Linked DNA regions of Gossypium hirsutum: all the other regions are linked to region 2. A link is a contact called in public Hi-C data. All regions are on one chromosome and are shown on one strand. Each heading gives the region's core, a stretch centred on a gene start, on an enhancer-like site or on the middle of the called end of the contact. The rest is flanking DNA. Distances are from core to core; before and after follow the strand shown.

What was found. A called contact is a pair of places that touch in the nucleus more often than the background predicts.
Region 1: a Hi-C map of callus shows a contact between it and region 2, with 1.8 times the contacts expected there. The contact joins the promoter of LOC107908489 here to the promoter of LOC107908485 in region 2. A contact is called at or near these places in 3 of 34 Hi-C or Micro-C datasets (anther, callus and seedling).
Region 3: a Hi-C map of leaf shows a contact between it and region 2, with 4 times the contacts expected there. The contact joins the promoter of LOC107908488 here to the promoter of LOC107908485 in region 2. A contact is called at or near these places in 14 of 34 Hi-C or Micro-C datasets (callus, hypocotyl, leaf and 2 more).
Region 4: a contact with region 2 is called in a Hi-C map of leaf, with 6 times the contacts expected there. The contact joins the promoter of LOC107908481 here to the promoter of LOC107908485 in region 2. A contact is called at or near these places in 6 of 34 Hi-C or Micro-C datasets (callus, hypocotyl, leaf and 1 more).

What each region holds. Positions count from the first base shown.
Region 1 is chrD02:42,526,366-42,529,612 of Gossypium_hirsutum_v2.1, reverse strand. It overlaps LOC107908489, which reads left to right and starts at 1,885. Exons shown (of 42, transcript XM_016835665.2): 1 at 1,885-2,149. The coding sequence starts at 2,054.
Region 2 is chrD02:42,728,023-42,731,235 of Gossypium_hirsutum_v2.1, reverse strand. It overlaps LOC107908485 (phosphoethanolamine N-methyltransferase 1), which reads right to left and starts at 1,735. Exons shown (of 12, transcript XM_016835662.2): 1 at 1,455-1,735; 2 at 1,142-1,266; 3 at 701-838; 4 at 485-622; 5 at 164-307; 6 at 1-38. The coding sequence starts at 1,467.
Region 3 is chrD02:42,586,790-42,589,894 of Gossypium_hirsutum_v2.1, reverse strand. LOC107908488 (serine/threonine-protein kinase 11-interacting protein) reads left to right here and starts at 1,663. Exons shown (of 7, transcript XR_005910294.1): 1 at 1,663-2,303; 2 at 2,494-2,751.
Region 4 is chrD02:42,956,629-42,959,983 of Gossypium_hirsutum_v2.1, reverse strand. It overlaps LOC107908481, which reads left to right and starts at 1,760. Exons shown (of 10, transcript XM_016835660.2): 1 at 1,760-2,465; 2 at 2,540-2,609; 3 at 2,763-2,830; 4 at 2,990-3,051; 5 at 3,158-3,239; 6 at 3,336-3,355. The coding sequence starts at 2,415.

The sequences.
Region 1 (3,247 bases), core at 636-3,135, 200 kb after region 2:
TTGCCCTTGAGAGCCAGAGTCACCATTTTTCAAAACTACTGAGGGGCCTTCATCAACGGAGCACAAGTTATTTGGTTCCAAATTCTCCTTAAAAGAGATAGTCGAATGTTTTTAGGGTCAAGAATACCTGCATGCATCGAACTTACAACCTCAACTGGTCTTTCAAAAGTTGGGGTAAAATGTGATATAGTATTAGAATGAATTCCAACAGAATTATTTATTTCAACTACAAAGCCAAACGTAGCAAAGGAGGAATTGGGTATAGCTTTAAAAACATTGGTTGGTTTGACTTGTTTAAAGCTTACCTCGGCCACCACAGCTTTGTTATAATATTTAAGCCCGCCATAGCATTATTGGTAATGGATCCAATTTGGAAAGTTGCTGACATCACTTTATTCCCTTGGTTCATGTTACCCTCCTGCATTGGTTGCTTACCTAGGGCCTTTAAGGGTTTCCCACATCCCCTAGGCCCATACTATTATTATTGGTAGGTGAGCTAATTTTATACCAACTGACTCGACTTGTCTCCCTAAATCCATGCTCCTACATTGACCAACTTCCTTCCTTAGTGGGCCAGTGTTCTACGTTGCTTGCCATTAGAATCTTCTAGATTCACAACCTCCATAATATCTTTTCCTTTAATACTGAATCTCAAAATCTTCTTAATTTCTGAACTAGTCTCACTAACCTTTCTATCCAAAGGAACCAAAGCATTAAAACGTGATATCATATTTTCCTCCTCTGGATTTTTAGCTCATTGCTTTTGGGAATCTCTTGTTTTTTTGCCTTGATCTTCTCTCAACCAGCATCCAAGGTTTGTATGCCTCTTCCTATTTCACCATGCTGGATTTCGTCGACGATGTACCAGATGTCGCCATTCTTTTTCCAGTTTAGGACATGACCATGACGACCTTTCGACACAATTCTTTCACATGGCCGTATCATCCACAAAGATTCATACTCAATAAGTTGGGTTGTGCCATTAATCAAAACTTGAGAGGTCAAAGGTTTGTCCAAATTAACATACACCGCCATACAAGCAAATCGACTATTTGTTCTACTATTAGTGTTATAATCTAATTTAACAACCTTCCCCACCATGTCTTCAATTTCCTCAATTATCCTTCACTTGTACATGTATCCTCGAAGACCCGATAGTCGAATCCAGGTAACCACAATATTCGGGTAAAGCTGCGATGAACTGAAATCTACGATCCAGGGTTGCATTGTCAAGTATTGCCCATACATGACCCAAGGTCCATAAGATAACACATTCTCATAATCTTCTTTGTTTTGAAACTTTGCCAAGAAATAGCCATTCTCGATATCCATTAGTTAAAACGACATGGAAGGCCGCCAGAGGCTATATGTCTTATTTTGGAGAGTAGCATACCCGATGTTCCACCCCAATAGTTTAAGAACCAGCATAGTATCCATGTTTTTGACCAAAAGTTGATACACCTTATCCAAGAACTCGATCGAGGGGATTAGCCGACCTTGTGACATCCCTTTCCAAAAATTTGAAATCATCATCATCCTCAAGTCTAGAGGTTCTAGCCGACCTCCTTGATCCAATAAGGCCTTTCCCCATTAACCTATTTTTCCAAGACAGCATCGGTTCATGTGGCAATTCCACAACCATATCCATGTCCGCGTTTGCATTATTATCCTTAAATCGCTCTTTCTTAATGTTTCGATCTTCAATAGAACGCGACTTACTGCCATTACTGTCAGAGAGAGAATTTGCCATTGAAGTTTAGCCTTTTGGTCAAAATGGATTATTCATTGTAATATTTTAATCTAATGATTATATCATTAAAATATTAATTATATAAAATTATTTTAAATTAACTCGGATATATTAACATTATTAAGATTTAGAACGTGGAACACTCCAAAATAGTAATTTAATAATTGCTTGGCCCATTTTGATTGATAGCGAGCTGGTCTGGACTTTCAGGTTTCATGTCAAGTGGTATTTATTAATTAATGAACAATCACCGAAGCCGAGCAAAGCAAAGCAAAGCAAAGCGGAGAAAAAGTGTGTTCTGCAATGGCGGGCGTTATAGGATTCGTGGGGTTGGACCAGTTGAGCTTGGACATGGCTGCTTCGCTTCTTCGCGCTGGCTACAAAGTCCAAGCTTTTGAGGTTCCAAATCTTTCACTTTTTCCTTTTCAAGATATTGCCAGTTGACTATTGCTAAACTTAATTGATTTTTAAGATCTCAGTTTGGTTCTTGATGAAAGCGTATTTGTAATCCAAATCGGAATATTTAGTTAATTCAGTTGCAGTGGCAGCTGTTCCTTAAGACTTCACATTTAAGAACTGGAATGATGTTTTGTTATTTAATCCGTTTTGGAATTTTGATACAGATGGGTACTTGAAAATTTTATTGCATATTCAAGTGCTTAAATTCATGTTATACCAATAGTTTCAATAGGCAGACCTGAAATTTGGCTAACATAAAGCTGCAATGTCTGAATTTTGTATCTTTGACATTCAATTCTAAGCTCCTCGGTACTTTGGGTGAATGTCGTATGCGGAAATGCAACGCCACGGGAAAATTCAATTTTTTCTAGGTTTCTTAACATATATGGAGGGTTAGTCGTCCTAACCATCTAATTTAATGTGTTAGATACCTATACTTAAAGAAAAGTGAAGACTTGGAGCAATAGAATTTGAGTTATTTTGTTTTTTTGCCTTACCGATTATCAAGTCAAATTTTGAGATTCCAAATATCATTGTTCATCTTGACATTTAAGTTTATTTGACTTTAGTGTTTAGTCCAGTGTGGCTTTCCTTTGATGGTGAAGATTCGATTATTCCTCGATCATGGCTGAAAATTCCTTTAATGCTCTTCTATTGTAGTTGTAGGATGATGATACTGAATTGTGAAAAACTACATCTACGAGTTTGCATTTGTAACCCAACCAGCCACATTATAAGCCGGATTTCATGAACTGAAAGTTTCTACTTTCTAGAAATAAGTTATCTACACTTCATCATATTAGCTTCAGTGTTGTTAAATATACATGAGGAACCAAGTGCAATATTATATTTCTATGAAACATTGCTCAAGGTCAATTGTGGAAGAATTTTACCCAACTTTTAACTGTAACATTTCAGCAATTAGCTACTACTTAAAGATATTCCATCTTTATCATGAGTTTCGCAAGTACAGTATCTTTCTTTTCATAATTCTCTGCAGTTCATACATTTTTTAGATTTTTATTGCTCAACATCAGA
Region 2 (3,213 bases), core at 486-2,985:
TTTCCAGAATCATCAGTTGCTTGGCATTCTTTAAAGACCTGTGTTATAATATACATGAAAAACGTATGTTTGAATACGTAAGAAAGATGAGATCACTTTGTTTCATACATATTTCAGTCCTCAGGTCACGTGACATCTAATCAAAGATAAGTTCAAGTAAAACCTTAGTGTAAAATCTGGGCTCGCGATAGTGAGTTGGGTTGTTCTTTCTCTTGCAATCACCAGATTGATGAAAGCAAGACTCCCTGAAGAAAATATGTCCACCAACCTTCAACCACTTGAGCATCCTTTCGGCCAAATTCTCAACCTGCATTTAATAATACTTTCAGACAGATATACTCAAAAATATGCTTTATTAGAAATTTCAATGCCAAAAATGGGGCCGAATTCAGCAAGTAAAAAAAAATTGAAATCAATAGCTAATTTGCCCCTAAGAACTCCCTTTTTTTTTCCATGTTACTGAAGAAGAAGCAACAAAAATCACCTCTTTATCTGAGAGATACATCAACAGCCAGTTTGAGAAAATCAAGTCCAGTGATCCTTCTGTAAAAGCCAAATCAGGGGAAGTGACATCCGCACAGAGGAATTTGACGTTCTTATAATGTCCATTGATGGTTTCATTCTGCAATTAATGAAATCCAGTCAAGTCCCTTATTAATTAGCAAACTAAAAAATTTCTGTCAGTTTGAGTTTCAATGACCTTCTTTATAACATTCTCAATGAAGTCTAATGCTATAACATGACCAGCCTTCTTAGCTAAGTCACCAGTAAATCGGCCAATGCCAGCTCCTAGTTCCAAAATGGTTTTCCCTTCATATGGAGGGAGTAAGGAGAGCACCTGCAAATATCAACAACGAAATTTAGGAATCTAAATGACAACTGAAGTTTAAAATTAAGCACAAAAGAACAGCAGCAACAATTAAAAGGCAATAATAAGCATAAATGCTCATTAAACTCTATGGTTCCATGATAACAACTGAAGATATTCATAGATAAACAATTTTTACTTAAATATGAAAGCCAAAAAGGAAATAAATTTAAAATTGTAAATATAGTTAAAAATGAACTTGTTAAATTAACTTAATAAAGAGAAAAATAAACAATGCAGAAAACAAAAAGGAAGGAAGAAAGGAAATATTACTTCGGGACGTTCTTCTTTGTCAATATCAGCGGCTTTGGAGTCGAGCATCATAGCCTCCACCGTCAGATCAACCGAGTGTTCAATCCAGTAATTCTTTTGAACTTTGCGTTCATCTCCTACAAATCCTATATATAATTTACAGAACAATCAAAATTTAAATTTTCTTCTTAAATATTAGTTAAAGGTCGTTGAGAGATCCATGTGTGGGTTCGCAAATGTTGATTAAACAATGTCAATCCATTTCAATTGTCCTTTGGTTCTAAGTTGAAAAAAACAACGCAAGAAATGATCAATATGAAGGTGGAGATCTCACCGTTAGCCGCCATGGTTAACAGAGAAGATCTCTAGTGAGCTCTGAGAGGAATTGATTTTTTTTTTTTTTTTAATGGGGAGTGAAAAGGGGAACTAAAATCCTTCGACAGCAAGCCGAGATCTGGAGAAAGACCTTGATCTACGGTTGTTAGTTCTTCCTCTCTGTTGCATCAGACACAGAGATGCAACCTAAGCCAAATTATTGATACTACTATTACTCTCACTTTCTCTCTCACACACAGCAATTGCCAATTTCTACTGCTTCTGGTGCGGGAAACCGAGAATGCTTCATCTCGCTTTTTATAGAGTAAGGGCTGGGGAAATGCTAGACCTGATTATAATTTGGGTCGGGTCGGACCAATGCATTATGTTAACAAATCTAAGGCCTGATTAGGTAGACGACAAAACAAATCAAATCAAATCAATATCAGAAAATCGTAAAAATACTGATTTGCGTAACCTAATCCAAATTTATTTACATTCAACTATATTAGTTTTGCTTAACATATATATATTACTAACGCTGAATCCATTGCCAGAAATGTAAACTGACTCAATCATTTTTTTCTTAAAAAAAACTTATTATCTCCATAGTGTTCAAAATTTTATTAATATCATTTTTTTTGTCAAAAAAAAAAAGCTTAAGCCCCTAATATCTCGTTTTAAGATTTAAATTTTATAGTTTTTTTAAGTGATATAAATACTATATAAATATATGTAAGATATTTTCCCAATCACAAAATAAAATCAAACTATTACTGTATAATCATATTAAGAACTGGCACAGTCAACAAATTAAATTAAACTCATAGCAGTTGCATGTAGTGGATTTCGAGATCCACGCATATAATTATAAATAATAAGTCTCAAACTAAAATAATCAAAGCTTAAGGGCTCTGCCTTTACCAACTGAACCAAGACTTCATTGGCTAAAGTCTATAGTTAGTTTAGAAATGGTATAAAAGAATTTATTATACTTAAAAAGCTCATCTTACTTTTTATTTGGGTTAAAATGTGCTCTTAATACTTAAATTTTTATAAATTTGAGATTAGATTAATGTACTTTAAAAGTTAAAATTTTAAATTTTTTTATTTTCAATTTAAAAATTCTAATCTAATTATTATTATTGTTGGTAGTTTCTGTCAAAATTTTTCAATTTAATATATTTATTTTTTTTAATCATGTGATACATCATATGAGTACAACCTAATTAAAATTTTATTTTCCTAACTCAATCAAAATTCTCTCAAATACCAAATAAATTTTAACTCCACAAATGTAAGTGTGAGGACAAATCAAGCAATAGAATAGCTTAATAGTGCCATCTGTCCAAAATTTCATTTGATAAGGGTAGAGCTTGGATGAAAATATTAGCTTCAAAAGATGCGTTTAAACAATATACATACACACACGTTTGAATAACTTTAATTTACATAGTTTTACACCCGTATTGATGAATCTCTTTATATATAATAGATTTTCATATATTTATGTAATTTATAATAATATATGACGATATTGTACTGTAAATATTAAAAAAATATGTTAAGCTTTTATATTTAATATTTTTGATAAAAAATTATATTTAATTATTAAATATTAAATTAACAATATTATATTTTTATAAAAAAAATTTAAAAATATAAATATATTTAAAACTAATTTGTATTAATTATTTACAAATATATGCTGTTTAAACAAAATTTTAAGCTTATAAATTAGACCAACATAAATATACGTTTCGTTTTAGATAAATAAA
Region 3 (3,105 bases), core at 414-2,913, 140 kb after region 2:
TGATTGTTTTAATTCATAGGATCAGTGATGGACATCATTCAGCTTCATTGTTTAGTTTTTGGTATTGGTGCTCATGACATAGGCAGAGTAAGTAGAGATTCCCTTCTGCTGAAAACGAGGAACAAGTAAGCTTTTGATTTCTTCTGCTGAATGCTTGCTTTATATTGTAGTTGAACTAAGATCTTGAGGCAGTACTGCAACTTGTCAACAAATATGCCTTCTGGTTTTTGGTGCTTTAGAGGAAACATGTGCTCTTGGCAATTTAGCCTTCCTGAAGAGGTAAATTACTTTTGATTCATTGTGATTTTTTAGCAACCTTACCTCATGGCCTTTTATTTCCTAATTTATCAATGCATCATATAAATCCAGAATTGGTAGAGATTGCTTTTTCCCTTAACTTGTGGAATGGACACATGAAGTTGGAGGTTATTTTCAATGGCAACTTTGGATAGTATTCGTTTTCCTGCTAGATTGGTGAGCTATTTTGTTTGAAGTGAAGAATCGGTTTCATGGAAGGCCAATTGGAGTTGAGAGCAGGGTGAAAGAGATATTGTATCGGCTTGAATTTCTTCTATTGAATGCTTGCTTTATATTTTTAGTTGAAGTGAGATATTGAGGCAGTACTTCCGTTTAATTCAGAATTGTTGTAAACTCAATCGAGTTCTTGATGATAATTCGATATGGTTATGTTTTTTTTATTTTTTAGAGTTCAATTCTTACTTATTAAATTTTATTAGTTATAATTATTTTAAATTTTATTAAATCATATATTTTAATTAAAATATATTTAATATTAATTATTTCAAATTATCTTTTATAGTATCATATAATATATTATGATTTGAGTAAATTCATATAAGAATATTAATTATTAAGAATTTTATTAAATTATATATTTTAAGTATAATATATTTAATAATAATTATGTTTAAATATGATTAAATTATTTATTATTCATATTAATAATCTTATCAAAATTTAAATAACAATAACAATAATAATTTACCAAAACAAATTTCTGGTAATTATTAAGAATTTTATTAAATTATATATTTTAATTAAAATATGTTTAATAATAATTATGTTTAAATATGATTAAAATATTTATTATTGATAATAATAATCTTATTAAAATTTAAATAACAATAACAATAATCATTTACCAAAACAAATTTATGCTAAGGGTATTCTAGTCATTTTAGTTTTTTCCACTATGCTATTACACCTCTATTCCATTCAACCAAACACAAGATTACTATTACGCCTCTATTCCATTACATTCAACCAAATAGTTGATTTGCTATTACACATTTAATCTAATACACCTCTAATCCAATACACTTCTAATCCAATACACCTCTAATCCAATACAGCGAACCAAACGCACCCTAATATATTTTCCTCTTTAATAAAACTCTATTTAGGCAAAAATAAGGATTGAGATGGGGGCGGCAAATGGCAAATGCAAATTATGCAAGGTCGTTTATGCTTGAACAAACAAACATCTGGGGTGGACCCCGCATTTGTTTGGATTCTGGAGGAAGCCGACACGTTGTTTGGAATTGGATTCCCCATGTTGTGTGCATGTGCGCCAGGTGTCTCATTTCCCTACGCACCATATTTCACTTCCCAATTATTTGACCTTTTTCCCCCGAACCAACCAAAGCCAGAACATAATGAACCACCCCATCATTCTCAAGGTACGCTACAGCCGTCCTTTTCTATTTCCTGCTATTCCCCTTATCATTTAATGATTCATTTCTTCCTTTCAAACCTTCCTTCATTCGCATTCTTCAAACCCTTTGTTCACTTATGAGCTTTGGAATATGGCGGTGTGGGTGATTTTCTAAAACTTGATGCCAATGGCGATCGTCACAAGGGGTCGCTACCTTGAGAAGCTGTTCAAATTCGTTGACGACCAAGCGGGGCCTTTGATTGATGGAACTAAGGTTCTGAAGCTCAACCCGGCGGGGCTCCATTACGTGCAGTCTCGGCTCCAAGCGTTGCAGGAGCTCGACAGACTTCTAGTGGGAGCTCCAGTTGACTATCTACGTGCCTACGTCTCGGACCTTGGGGACCACCGTGCGCTCGAGCAGCTTCGGCGGATACTACGCCTCCTAACCACTCTTAAGGTGGTATCTGCCTTGGCCCCTCTTGCGCGTGATCCCACGCCGCTCTCGTTGCTCCCGTTTGGAAGACTGAAGGTTCTGGAACTCAGAGGGTGCGATTTGTCGACCTCAGCAGCCAAGGGGTTGCTTGAGTTGAGACATACTTTGGAGAAAATTATTTGTCATAATTCAACCGTGAGTGTTTTGCATTATTTTCGAACGAGAGGAAGAATTAATGACATTCATTCAGTTTTTGTGATTATAAATCATAAGATCTCCCTCCCCTATTTTCTTCTTCCTAACTAAGGACCATTAAAGTTATTAATTATATATGGGTACTTTACACAAATTTTTTTCTCAAGATCAATATTTTTGGCATGTGTAGGATGCTTTGCGACATGTGTTTGCCAGTAGAATTGCTGAGGTAAAGGGCTGTCCACAGTGGAACCGCTTGTCCTTTGTATCGTGTGCATGCAATTGCCTGCTACTAATGGACGAGTCTTTGCAACTTCTTCCCTCTGTTGAAACCCTTGATTTGAGTCGAAACAAGTTTGCCAAAGTGGATAATCTTCAAAAATGTGCTAATTTGAAGCACTTGGACCTTGGATTCAATCAACTGCGATCCATCTCATCATTTAGTGAGGTAGGAATAACTCAGATTTTTACTTGACATTTGATTTTGATTTGATGCTGAAAGATTTATCAAATGGGGCTTATAGCGGTATCATCTTCTCTAGCATGTATTTTTCTGGATACTACAATTGTTATTGCTTCCCTATCTTGTTTGCTTGTAATTGTGCAATTGTCTGTATTTAAACAATCATTTTCGTCGGAGTTTCGTGTTAGTTGTTACTTTCATGCGCATTACTTGAGTGCTTTGATTTTGCCTTTTCTTGTTATTTCCCATTACACTTCTCTATTTAAATTACTTATAGACATTCATTTGAATATTTTTTTCCTAGGTAAAAACTCCTTTGAATAATTTCTTAGTGACATG
Region 4 (3,355 bases), core at 511-3,010, 230 kb before region 2:
ATCAAAAAATTTTCAACAATAGCTACTCACTTACGACCTTCGTCTTTCCTTTGTCTTGAGATGGCCTAACATCGTTTTTAGCTATGTACAATAATTCAGTCATAAAAATAGTATTAGTTTTCACTCAATCATATGATAAACACATCAATTAAATATACTTTGCATTTTATTCATTTTAGTCCTTATATTCAAAATGCTCATATTTTTGGATATTTAGTATCAAATCAAAACCGAGTTTCATATTATTTCATTAGAGGCCTTGTACTTCTAATCTATAGCATAATTTCTTAACAACTTTTAATTGTTTATAATTATATAATTGGAGTTCAATGTGGAAATTAAATTAATTAGTAATAGCAATTTTATTGAATAAATAATTAAATTCATTTTTCAATAGTAAAGTTTTCATGACTCGAACTGAATTAGAATTTGATTGAAAAAATAATTTGATTAAAGAAATTAATTAATTAAATTAATTAATTAATTAATTAAACAAATAATATTTTAAAAATAAAAACAAATTATTAGGTAATAAAATTATATAAATTAATTTAAAAATTAAATAACACAAATAATTCAACCTAATACAGAAAAGTTACTAATAAGCCCATTTGTGATGCGATAAGCAGCACACAGGGATTCTAGAAGGGTGTGCACCGCCTACCCCTTTTGATTAATTTGTGTGTTTCATCTTATTTAATTTATGTGTAAATTCTCCTAAATTTATTCTGATTAATTGGTTTAAGTTAAATTATTTATTCAATACCCTTTTGTGGAATTCTATTTTTATCCCCAAGTCCACTGCGATTGTTTTGAAAATTGGGATAAAAAACCCTTTAGATGCCAATGCACAGAAGGCATGGTAGAGGCATCCTCAATCTAACTGAAATTATCATATAATTAGTTAAATGTAACTTAAAAGTCAATAAAAAGGGTAAATTATATCATTAGTCATTAAATTATAGATAAATTTTTGTTTTAGTTCTGTAATTTAAAAAAATTATAATTTAGTTACTAAACTATTTAAAAGTTTTCATTTAAGTAATCGAATTGTTGAAATCAATACTATATAACTTTTTCTATTCGTACTATCTGCACCAATTTTTTTCAAATATAATTTAAATAAAATTTTTTAAATAATTAAATAACCAAATTTTATATTTTTTAATTAAGTGACTAAAACATAATTATAATTTAGTAACTAATGGTGTAATTTATTCTGAGAAAAAAGAAATGAGTTTTAGCAAATGGAAAGTTAGCAATAGCATGCCGGATTTTATTTAAGTAATTTAAAATTTTTAAAATTTTTAAATTATAAAATTACATTTTAATCCTTTACAAATGATAAAAATTAATTAATTTTTTAAAAATTATAAAAATATAAATTATAAAAATAATAAAATTATATTTTTACTATTATAAAAATTATAATTTAATTTCAGTTAGCTTTCTACCTCCGTCGAAAGTAACTTAAGAGTTTGGACATATAATATTTGGGGTTGGAAATGGAATTTAGGAGTAATTATAAATTTTGAGCTTTTGGAGTTAAAAAGGAGGGTGTAAGAAATTGAAGCAAGCACGCAACCCAAGTTTTGAACGGTATACGTACATTTCAATTCTAGAAGCACTTAGAATTGCTGTTCAAATCATAGCCACTCGCACCGTACGGCTATAAACCGTCGACGATAACTTCATTAGAAGGCAAAGCAATTCTAAGCATGTATCATAGCCTTCTACAAAAGCAAATCAATTTTGATACATGGAGTGAAATATATTAAATTTTATTTATGAAAGCTATTAATTTTTAAGTTTGAAAATTATTCGATTTAGTTGAGAATTAATTATTTCTGAATTGATATATTTTTATAGCATTTAAAAATCTATTTTTTAATTTTAAAATGTATTTTGAATCATTTAATTTTGAGTTTGGGACTTAAGTTATAATTATTTTAGTGAAACTATGCGAATCAAAACTTTTAGACAGGATTATTAAGGGAAATGATGAGTTTCGAACTTTAAATCGAGTTTAAATTATATTGAGATCGAATTTTAAGACTTAATTTTTATTATATATTAATTAGGTTTTATTAAATTTAGTTTAAATTTACTTTTTAACCTATATATAAATGTCTCTTCATGATTTATTCTTTTATGCAATATTACTTTTGTTTAACAGATGTGGGGATTTATTTTTTATCATTCAATTTATCGAGCATTATTTGTTTGAGGAGAATTAATAGAATTTATATGGTTTATTTATTTATGGTTGATATTCCTAAATTTATTATTTTAATTATTTTTGTTTGATCTTCCTCCATTGCCCGTTACCACACCCCTTTCTTAAGCCTATGCTTTAATCAGAAGCAAAAGAAACTGGAAGAAGAATAAGCAAACAGGATTTCCATTCAAACAAAATGGCAACTGTTTTAGATTCCCATTTCTTAGCTCTAACTGCCATTGTAACTGTATGTTTTTATTTTCTCCCTCTCTCCCTCCAAAATAATTGATGTTTGATTTATTTTGGGTTTTGCTTGTGCAGTTGGGATATCAAATATTTTTCTTTATAATCACCGCTCTTCTCAAGTTCGATAAAGTCACTGACTTTGCAGGTACCTCATCCATAAATTTAGCTTCTTTAATTGTTCTTTTGAACCTTTATTAGAGCATAGGAAAGGTAAAGACCCATATAACAATTCATACAATTCTTCAAATGTGAATTCATTGGTTTCTAAATGATATCGTCTTTGTTTTCTTTTGCTCAGGAAGCACGAATTTTGTTATAATTGCTGTGTTGACTCTGATAATTAAAGGATCATGGCATTTTCGTCAGGTAATTTGGATTGACTGCGTAAAAGTTTGCTTCAAACATCACTGGTTTAAACTGTTCATCTGTTAGGTGTTGACTCATTTTAGAGGGTCCTTAAAGCTCATTTATACTGTTCTTGCACCTCCTGTTTGTATGTAGTGATTTTGCAACTCTGCTTTCCAGGTAGTATTGACTTCGCTTGTAGTAATATGGGGGCTACGCTTGGCAATTTTTCTATTGATGAGGTATAATAGTATGAAATTTTATTAACTATTTTTTCCTTTTTTTTTTGTTTATATATATTTGATGATTTAATTGAAAGATTACCAATATCATGTGAAATGCGTTCAGAATTTTGCAATGGGGCGAGGATCGACGTTTTGATGAGATGCGCAGTAATTTGGGGAAATTAGCAGTTTTCTGGATATTTCAGGTCTTCGTATCTGTCTGATCACACCCATTTCTTTGCTGTTTATCAGTGTGACATCTAATAAACTTTACTGCACCACAATCTTTACATGCATTGCAGGCTGTCTGGGTCTGGACCGT